2 separate regions of the Mus musculus genome follow, and region 2 is linked to region 1. Evidence: chromatin contacts called from public HiChIP or PLAC-seq data. All regions are on one chromosome and are shown on one strand. The core of a region is the stretch at or near the end of the contact, and the rest is flanking DNA. Distances in the headings are between cores, read along the strand shown. Region 1 has its middle 16 kb from the start of A2ml1. Region 2 has its middle 13 kb from the start of Klrb1b.

What was found. HiChIP or PLAC-seq counts read pairs in DNA pulled down with a chosen protein or histone mark.
Region 2: a FOXA1 HiChIP or PLAC-seq map of pancreatic cancer cells shows a contact between it and region 1. The contact joins two enhancer-like sites. A contact is called at or near these places in 2 of 39 promoter capture datasets (cranial neural crest and embryonic stem cells), 4 of 15 datasets of contacts at CTCF or cohesin (embryonic stem cells, large pre-B cells, pro-B cells and 1 more), 22 of 484 Hi-C or Micro-C datasets (B cells, Sertoli cells, cerebral cortex and 8 more) and 19 of 115 datasets of contacts at active chromatin or transcription factors (the 230-238 cell line, acute myeloid leukemia, embryonic stem cells and 5 more).

Annotation. Positions count from the first base shown.
Region 1 is chr6:128,595,776-128,600,291 of GRCm38.p6, forward strand. No RefSeq gene overlaps it. Among named protein-coding and RNA genes, the nearest start is that of A2ml1, 16 kb to the left of the region's middle. Within about 2 kb of position 2,011, at least 158 of the 459 cell types and tissues checked have an H3K27ac peak or open chromatin away from gene starts, as enhancers often do. A contact at or near this core is called in cerebral cortex, forebrain, nephron progenitors and 3 more, where this site is marked.
Region 2 is chr6:128,836,494-128,841,300 of GRCm38.p6, forward strand. No RefSeq gene overlaps it. Among named protein-coding and RNA genes, the nearest start is that of Klrb1b, 13 kb to the left of the region's middle. Within about 2 kb of position 3,193, at least 358 of the 459 cell types and tissues checked have an H3K27ac peak or open chromatin away from gene starts, as enhancers often do. A contact at or near this core is called in cerebral cortex, forebrain, nephron progenitors and 3 more, where this site is marked.

The DNA.
Region 1 (4,516 bases), core at 761-3,260:
ACAAGCAACTGAAAGAGTCAGGTGCAGATGCTTACACCCAACCAGTGGACAGAAGATGGGAACCCCTGTGGTTGAATTAGTGAAAAGCTGGAAGAAGCTGAGGAGGAGGGTGACCCCATAGGAAGACCAGCCGTCTCAACTTACTTGAACCCCTGAGATCTCTCAGACACTGAGCCACCAACCAGGCAGCATACACTAGCTGATATGAGGCCCCCGACGCATACACAGCAGAGGTCTGCCTAGTCTGGCCTCAGTGAGAGAAGATACACCTAACCTGTGAGAGACTTGAGGCCCCAGGGAGTGGGGAGGTCTGGTGGGATGGTGGTTGTGGGGGTAGGGACATCCTCTTAGAGATGGGGGGAGGAGGTATGGGATGAGGAACAGTCAGAGGGTGGACTGGGAGGGGGATAATGACTGGACTGTATAAAAGATTAAAGAATAAATAAAAAATAAGAAAAAGTAAAAGAAGGCCCTGAGTCATTATTGAATTAGCAGTGCTAATTTAATATGGGTGCAGAACTCTGGTAGGAGCGACCGGGAAGGGGGACAACATTTGGAATGTAAATAAATCAAATAATTTAATAAAAATTATGTAAGGAAAAAAAGAAAGTATTTTGAGTTTTCCAGGGATATAATGTTGTACCGGTGTCTTAAACAGCAACCATTTCTGATCTATAGTTTCCGTTTCTCTGTGAGGAATTATATTTCCAGATTATAACCTCACAAGAGGCAACTCTGACTCAGATAACTGCATGCATCTTCCTTTCCCATGGATTCATTAGTCATCCATACTGACTGAGTGCCTCCTGTGCCAGCAACGGGGGAGGTAATCTGAAAGATTCAAATAAGGCCAGGGGCCAGTGACACGGAGTCTTTAATCTCAGCCCTCAGGAGGTGGACCTCTGCATTCAAAGCCAGCCTGGTCTACAGAGTTAATTCCAGGACAGCCAGGGCTACCTACACAGAGAAACCCTGACTTGAAAAATGAAAACAAAACCAAAACCAAAGAAACAAAAAAATTCAACTAAGACAGAAGCTGGAGTGCTATAACTGTCTCAAAGCGGGAGGGGGGCTTTAATGATTACAAATTAAGATTTTTTTCTATTTATTCACCAGAAAAGATGATATAATGTTACAGTATGAAATTTGTAAAGAAATATTTGTTGTTCATTTTGGGGCAAAACTGAGTGTCATTAGGAAAGCTGAAATCTCTTGAAAAATCAGTGTCCTTGTCTGTCACATGAGGAAAGCTGCAGCATCCACGACACAGGTTTTAAATAAAGATCAGATGAATCATTAATGACAGGATATTTAGAACGAACTCAATAACTATCGAGGCCGCGCAATCAGTAGAGAATCTGGGCCTAAGCCAACCTTGGTGATGGTCTCTGTGCTGTTGTAGAACGTGGCCACTGTACAGAGTTCCGTCTCTATGGTTCCGTGCCTGTTTATACAGCTGTACAGAGTTCCGTCTCTATGGTTCCGAGCCTGTTTATAAAGCTTCATCTGTGCCTAGCTTAGCTGATACCCCAAGCCAAAGAAAAGCTCAGTTTACATAGGACAGCAAGTGCTGGCTTGCAGCCCGGCTGCCAGGCCATTTGCATTGTTCCAGGAAGGAGGAGGACCATAAATATTTTTGCTGTGCCTTGAACTCTGCCTAATTGATCTGTCGCTGCGCAAATAATTACAACAATGTTTGGTTAATTCAGTTCAGCCCGGGCACAGAGACTTTTGAGTCTGTGCTTCCGCCTTCTTCCGGGACCAACTCGGGAGGGGAAAGGTGGGGCAATGAAAACAAAACAAAACAAAAACAAAACAAAAAACACCTAACTATAACAACCCCAAACAAAAATCTAAGTGTTACTCAGATCTTTCAAAGGCCGGGCATTTTCTTTTAGTATAAATAAGGAAGTTCTTATTTGGGATTAGAAAATATTTGAGAGTCCACAGAACACTAATGACTTTGTTAAGCCTTTTATGATCTGAACTGTGTCCAGTTTCTCTTTGTTCACTGACCTGTGATACCTTTAAGTATTAGAAAGAGGAACAGGGAGGCTCTGTGGATGCCATTGTCCCCTATCAAAGGGAAACAGTTTTAAAAAAAAATGGAGCTTTTAATTTTTAGGTAAAATGATTATCACGAAAGATAGGCTTATAGCCCTGGCCAAAAATAATGTATATCGAAACATGCAATTTTAGTTTTGAAGAAATTATGCAGCCACACAAGCTAATGCCTCATAGAGCAAGACTTTTGGGGAACCAGATACCTGTGATTGTGTTTACTGCCCCAAAGTTCCCGCACCCCACCAGTAAGATCAGGAACAAGTTTTCTGTACATCTGATAAATTCATCTAACCATTTCCTATTTGAAACTAATTTTTCTTGAACTATTTTTTATGGTGTAAACATTTGACATGAACTCTGCCGTCTTAGCAAGTTTTAAGAGCAGAATTTAATACTGTTTAAAAAGCACAGTGTCTCATAGCAGATTTCCAGAAATTACTATCCTGTATGGTGGAAACTCTATACTCCCCCTTAGTTCTGTTTTACTCTCTTTTCTGTGAGATTCACTAGTTTGTGTGCTTCTTATAAGGGGACTCAGATGACACTTGGCCTTAGGATTAAGTAGAATCTTGGGCTGGATAGACGGCTCAGTGGTTAAGAGTATTGATTGCTTTTCCAGAGGACCAAAGTTCAATTCCCTGCATTCACACGACAGCTCACAACTGTCTGTAGCACCAGCTCCAACATAAAAATAAGAATAAACAATCCAAGCATGGTGATGTACTCCTTTAATCTTAGTACTTGAAAGGCAGAGGCAGTAGGATCTCTGTGAGTTGAAACCAGGCTGGTCTACATAGTGAGTTCCAGGACAGCCAGTTACATAGAGAGAACCTGTCTCAAGAAAACCAACAACAACAACAGTAATAAACAACAAATCTTTATTTTCATTAATTTAAGTTGGAATCCTATATACACTCCTCTGACTTACAGTATGCTGGGCTATTTGATTTAGTACTTAAAGTGATACCACCAGGGTCAGTTTGAATTGAGCAGGGCAGGGCAGGGCAGGGCAGGGCAGGGCAGGGCAAGGTGCTGACTCCTTGTGAGGTCTGTGGAGTTTATGGAAATCCTGCTTGAGAACAAGCAGATGGTGGCTTCCTGGAGGCCATGAAGAGCTGGTGTTCTGCCTTACACAGACTGTTCACACAGCTTTAGAGTAATACCCAATTTCCACTTCTTTCTTTCTTTCTTTCTTTCTTTCTTTCTCTCTCTCTCTCTCTCTTTCTCTCTCTCTCTCTCTCTCTCTCTCTCTCTCTCTCTCTCTCTCTCTCTCTCTCTCTCTCTCTCTCTCTCATCCTGTTTCACAATCACAAAACTCAACAGCTTCCTAAACCAAAGCAAATATTTAAAAATGTGTTTCCTACTTCAGACCCAGTGACTTCCTCAGACACTTCTTCAAATACAAAGGTCTTCGTTATCAAGAGATTTTGCCCACACTAAGATTTGTGCATAAAATGCTTTAATTTCTCCTTTCTTAGGAAGCCTGTACATTTGGAGCCGATGTGTAAGACAACATTGTTGAACAAGATGCCCAAACGGGAGAATTCCTTCCCTCACCGTGACTGCTTTTATTCTCCCTGGCAGCACTTACAATTTTTCATCCACATTGCTTCTGATATTTGTCTCTTCTACTTAAATAGCAGAAAACAAAACCTGTCTTTCTTCGGCTTTCTGTTTCAAAGCACGGGACAATTGCGCAGTATGTATTTTTACACGGATGGCTACTTATATTAATATTATGAAGGAACTGATCCAATATGAATTATTCAACTACTAGCTATTAGCTAAGTTTATTTCTCAAATAACCACTTTAGTTCTTCCGTAAAAATAGCCTTTAGATTAATTTTAATTTTATTTTTTATGTGTGCCAATGCTTTGCCTATGAACCACATGCATGCAGTTCCCTTGTAGGTCAGAAGAGGGCGTCAGATCCCCTGGGATTGGAGTTACACATTAGGATTCTCTAAAGTAACAGCATTTATAATGAATCTTTTTCTAATATGATAAGGGGATTTATTGGTATGACTTACAGGCTGCAATCCAGCTAATCAAACAATGGCTGGCCGTGAATGAAAAGTCCAAGAATCCAGTAGTTGTTCAGTCCGCAAAGCTGGGTGTCTCAGCTGATCTTCAGTAGATGCTGGAATCTCAAGTATGTAGGTGCTGGCTCTCATGCCAGTGAAGGAATGGACATGCTAGCAAGGTGAGGGCAAACAGGCAAAGAGCAAAAGCTTCCTTCTTCTCTCTCCTTATATAGATGCCCAGCCAAAGGTGTGGCCCAGATTAAAGGTGTGCCTTCTCACTTCAAGGTCTGGTTTAATGGCGTGTGTCTTCCCACACCATAGGTCCAGACTAGAAGTGGACTCACCTACTTCAAACCAAGCAAGAAATCTCTCATAGGTGTGTTTTGCATTTTCTGAATTGTGGTTCATTTTAAGTAGACAACTAAGAA
Region 2 (4,807 bases), core at 1,943-4,442, 240 kb after region 1:
TCTGTGGGGGATAGAAAGAGTTAAAATTCCCCTTGCACCCTGAATTAAGGCTCAGTCCTTAATTCCCAGAAACCTGAGGCAGAGAAGGCAGATCCACAAAGAGAGTTTCATGCCAGCCTGGTCATTGTATTGAGACCTTTGCTCAAACACAAGCATACAAACGAAAACCCCAAACCACACACATACGCACACAAAACCAAAAGCTCCCTTTCCCAGCCTGCTAATGGTGTCTATTTTTTTTTCTTTTTTAGAGAAATATGTCTCACATAATTTTGTGTTATCAAAAACAAAAACTGTAGATGGGGTATAAGACAGCCGCTAGAAGTTAAAATTTTCAGAGTTCCCCTTCTATAAAGCAATGTGGTTCCCTTACTAGCCAGTTGTTTATGTTACTCTCCATATTACTTGTTGGGAGAGCATATGTATAAGTTGAAGTATGAACTTCAAGTGCATGGCATAAGATTGGCAACAGCAAATAGAAGGCAAAAAGCCGCTTCTCCGTACCTAAAACTGTAAGTTGGAGCAGGTGCTCGCCTGGTGTTATACAGATAGTTGTGTTAGGGATGGGGGCGAAAGTTACAGAATTGACATAAAGTACAGAGAGTCCCAAGCTAGCATCCAATCAGCTTCGGCTTTGTAATTATGGTCGGTAGGCATGGTAACCATTAGTGTATTAATGGGTCAATAACACTTGCCTGATGTCTGTGGGGATAGAGTGTTACAGTTCCCTTTGCTGGATCCAGGTGCTCTTAATCCTAGCACTCTGAAGCAGAGGCAGGCAGACCTCTGTGAATTGGAAGAGAGAAATCACACAAACCAGTTTCTGTGTCATTTATCATTACGTATTCATGGTGAATACACAAACTACATGCATGCAAATACTGTAAATAGTCTTGTTAGCTTCCCAGAACACTCCTGAGAGCTAGGCGCTGCAGGTTCTCTTCTGTAGCTCCTCCTGGCCCTTTATTCTTCAGCCTCCCCTTCCTGCTTCTTAGCCAACTTTCTTCTCAAACAGTTCCTCTGGCTTTCTTTAACTATCAAGCCAGAGCCCAGTGGCTGATTTCAAAGCCTTAGGAAGAGACAACTCCGCTGTCCCTACTTCTGCCCTTCAGCCTCTACTGTCCTGCCTAGAATCACCCAGGAGACCCGGCTCAGGGCACATCTGTGAGAGATTGTCCAGGCTAAGGTTACCCTCTGAGAAGGCATTTGAGGGATCTTCTCAGCAACATTAATGGGTGTGGGAAGATCCATCTTAACAATGGGGAAGACCATTTCTGGGTGAGGCACAGGAGGGGAAGGGGGAGAAGGAGGGGGAGGGGAGAATGAGCCCAGGAATACACGCAGGAATTCACACTTCTGTTTCCTGACTGTGGACATGAAGTTCCCTACCACTTCAAGCTCCTGCTGCCTTGATTTCCACCATGGTGGGCTGTACATTCAAATGGACCAAACTAAACCTGTCTTTTTTTTCTAAGTTTCCTTTGTCAGGATATTTTGTCGAAGCAACTAGAAACAAAGTGAAGACAATCAACTCTTGCTGGCTCTAAAACAAGAATATTGAATTTTGTTCACAAGCAGAATCTTTCGTTTTAAAGCTCGTTACTGTTCAGAACACGTTGCCTCAGTCAAGTATAGAGCATATAAAGATGTGGAGATCCTGAATCCATCCCTGGCAAGGAAACCTAAAGCTGAGACTTAGAGTGATGGTCGCCATTTGCTGGTGGGCTCCTTGAAGGAGATGTGGCATGCTGGGGGAGGGCCGGCAAGAACCAGCAGTGTCAAGAAAAGCGTGGGGAATTGAAGTGTGTGAACCGAGCGAAGAGCGTAGGTTTGAAGCGAAATTAAGTGGAGTCTTGTCGGAGTGTTGAATTCTTTATTCCATTGAAAAAAGAAAAACATCTAGTAGCTTGCATCATCAAAATAAGTTTCGAGTACTCAATTAACTGAGCCGAAGTTTGCCGGCTCTGGTGGCGCAGGCCGGTAGGATTTGCTGAAGGAGGCAGAGGCAGGAGGATCTGGAGTTCGAGGACAGCCTGGTCTACACATTTTTTTTTCCTCCCAGTTTCAACAAAACCACAAATCCACGGCTCCACTGCGCCCCGAAACAAACTTCCAACCTCCACAAGGCCTCTTTTTATGTTTCTTCCTCCTGAAATCTGATCGGCTACTCGCACCCCAACCCGAACCAGCTTCTTCAGCCGCACCGGCTACTGCTCCACGCTGCTTACAAACCTTTATCCACGCACACGTCCGACCCTCACGCCTGCCCACGCCGCACTCCACACCCCTCTCTTCCCTACAGGCCTTCTCTACAATCCGCCTGCTTAGCCCTCTCGCGACCCTTTTCTACAGTTCTGCACGTGCGGAACGAGTCAGCAGCCACCGTTCAGAGAAAATGTTCGCTGCAAAGAGTCCGTTTTTTCTCGCTTCGAGTGTTCGGTTTTATGTACAAAGAAAGAAAGTGAGGATTACTTAGAGTCAGAAACAGGCTCAGCGGAAGCGCGGTTGCGCAACGCCTAACTTGCTACTTCAGGGAAAGAATACAGGGCGTCGTCGGGCTGGAGAGATGGCTCAGCCGTTAAAGGCTAGGCTCACAACCAAAAATATAAGAGTTCGGTTCCCAGCACCCACGGCTGTCTCTCCAGCCACCTTTTTTGTCGGACACCGCACCCACACACACAGACTACTAATATAGATAAAAGACAACTCTTAGAAAATGTTATCGGCTGTAACGAAATGGAAAACAATGATTTAAATAAAGCAAACAAGCAAGTAAAGAACTAACGTTCCACACCCTGCGTATGGCCGGAGGATTTGCGCGCTGGCGTCTGCCCTAGTCACTTAGCGTGATGACTTCTTTCATGCTGTTGCTAGTGACTCCAAATCAACTCGACGTCGTCCTCTCCTCCCTCCTCTCTTTACTACTCCTCTCATTTTGAAAAAAGTAGTTTTGGCATACATGGACCGCCTCAAGCACCAGGACCTAGGAACTCCTGACAGCTTTGCTCTTCTCTTGGGCTCAGCTGGCCTCAACTATTCACCAGGTTGCTTAGAGTTCTCCCTTCCCTAGATAGTTTGTGGCGATTCCATCACATCCAGGATGGGACCACTCTCCTCGTCTCTGGCAACCATTGTGTTTGTCTGCTCACTGACCGAGGTCCGGAAAGACCGACTCGTCACTGCACCTCTGGTATGCCCCCATGTGGTCAAGACCCCTAAGTGCATGGGATTCTAAGGTCTGTCAAAGGTGATGGGTGTGATACCACCTACTAGCAGGACCTAAGAGCCTCTGCTACTGTGGGATGAGGACAAAGGTGGATTGTGATTCATTCCGCCATGGACTTCCAGGCTTTTCTCAGTCAGTGGGGATGGAATGGAGGTGATTGAAACTAAACAGCTCTTCCATCCTAGATTGAAGAATTCCTGGACCTATACAGTCAACAAATATATAAATTTACTTAAAACAGTGTGTGTGTGTGTGTGTGTGTGTGTGTGTGTGTGTGCGTGCGTGTGCGTGTAAAACTCAATGCCGTGGATCTCCAGGGTGAGCTTTTTGGATGACACTGTCCTGTTGCAATGTCCAAGGCCGGACATACTTGTTTGCACACCTGGTCCTCACTCACTATGTCAACACGGAAGTAGGGCAGGATGCTGGCACCATCTGGCATGATAGGCGGCCCTTATTGGCTGATACTCTCTTAGCATTGGGCTCCTGTTTCACCATGTGATTTTCTTCTCAAGCATGCATCTTCTAGTGGGATGCTGCTTGCTTGAGCCCCTCACTGTCCATGACATCACCTACTCTTGGCTTAGCCTTCAAAACCACAGATTAGAGAAAATTCTTTCCACGAAAGTAGGATTATTTGTGAAGTAGAATAAACACAAGCTGGGGGTGGGGGGAGACAAGAAAGGCTGACAGCTTGGTCAATGTGACCAAAACATTATTATACGTATGCATGATCATATCACAAGGAAGCTTGTTATTTTGTATAATTAATACATTATTGCTGGGTGATGGTGGAGTATGTCTTTAACCCCAGCCTTCAGGAGGCAGAGGCAGCCAGATCTCTGTGAGTTTGAGGCCAGCTTGGTCTACAAAGTGAGTTTCAGGACAGCCAGGGCTGTTACACAGAGTAATCCTGTCTATAAATAAATAAAATAAATTATTATTAGAAGTTGAAAATGGCAATAATCAGATGTTTTCTTTTTCTTTTTGGGTTTTCGAGACAGGGTTTCTCTGTGTAGCCCTGGCTGTCCTGGAACTCACTTTGTAGACCAGGCTGGCCTCGAACTCAGAAATCTGCCTGCCTCTGCCTGACAAGTGCTGGGATTAAAGGCATGTGCCACCACTGCCCAGCTTCAGAAAAGTTTTCTTTATTTACATTACCTGGCTTCAATTATTTCATTACAATTACAAAAAAGAAATTCATATAGATTATGATTTCAAAGTGGGGAAAAACCCAAACAAATACTGTATTCAGCACAAAAACAAAACAAAACAAACAAAGGGAGTTAGGAGGTGGCTTAGCTACCAAGGATGTTATGAATTTTCAGTTTGATCCCTACAATCGAGGTGGAAATACCCATTTCCTAACCACACTCTACATTTCCCCTTGTATGGTTCCTTCTTGATGGTTATATTTGGTTTTATTGAAGTTGAAGAATTACTCCAAGATTTAGTGATTTGATATAACAAATGGTATTATAACATGACAGAGTGCAGGTCAGAAGTGTGGGGTAGCTGAGCTGGCTACTCTCACCCTAGTTTTTTTTTTTTTTTTTTTCCAAGACCCCAGTCAAGGAACAT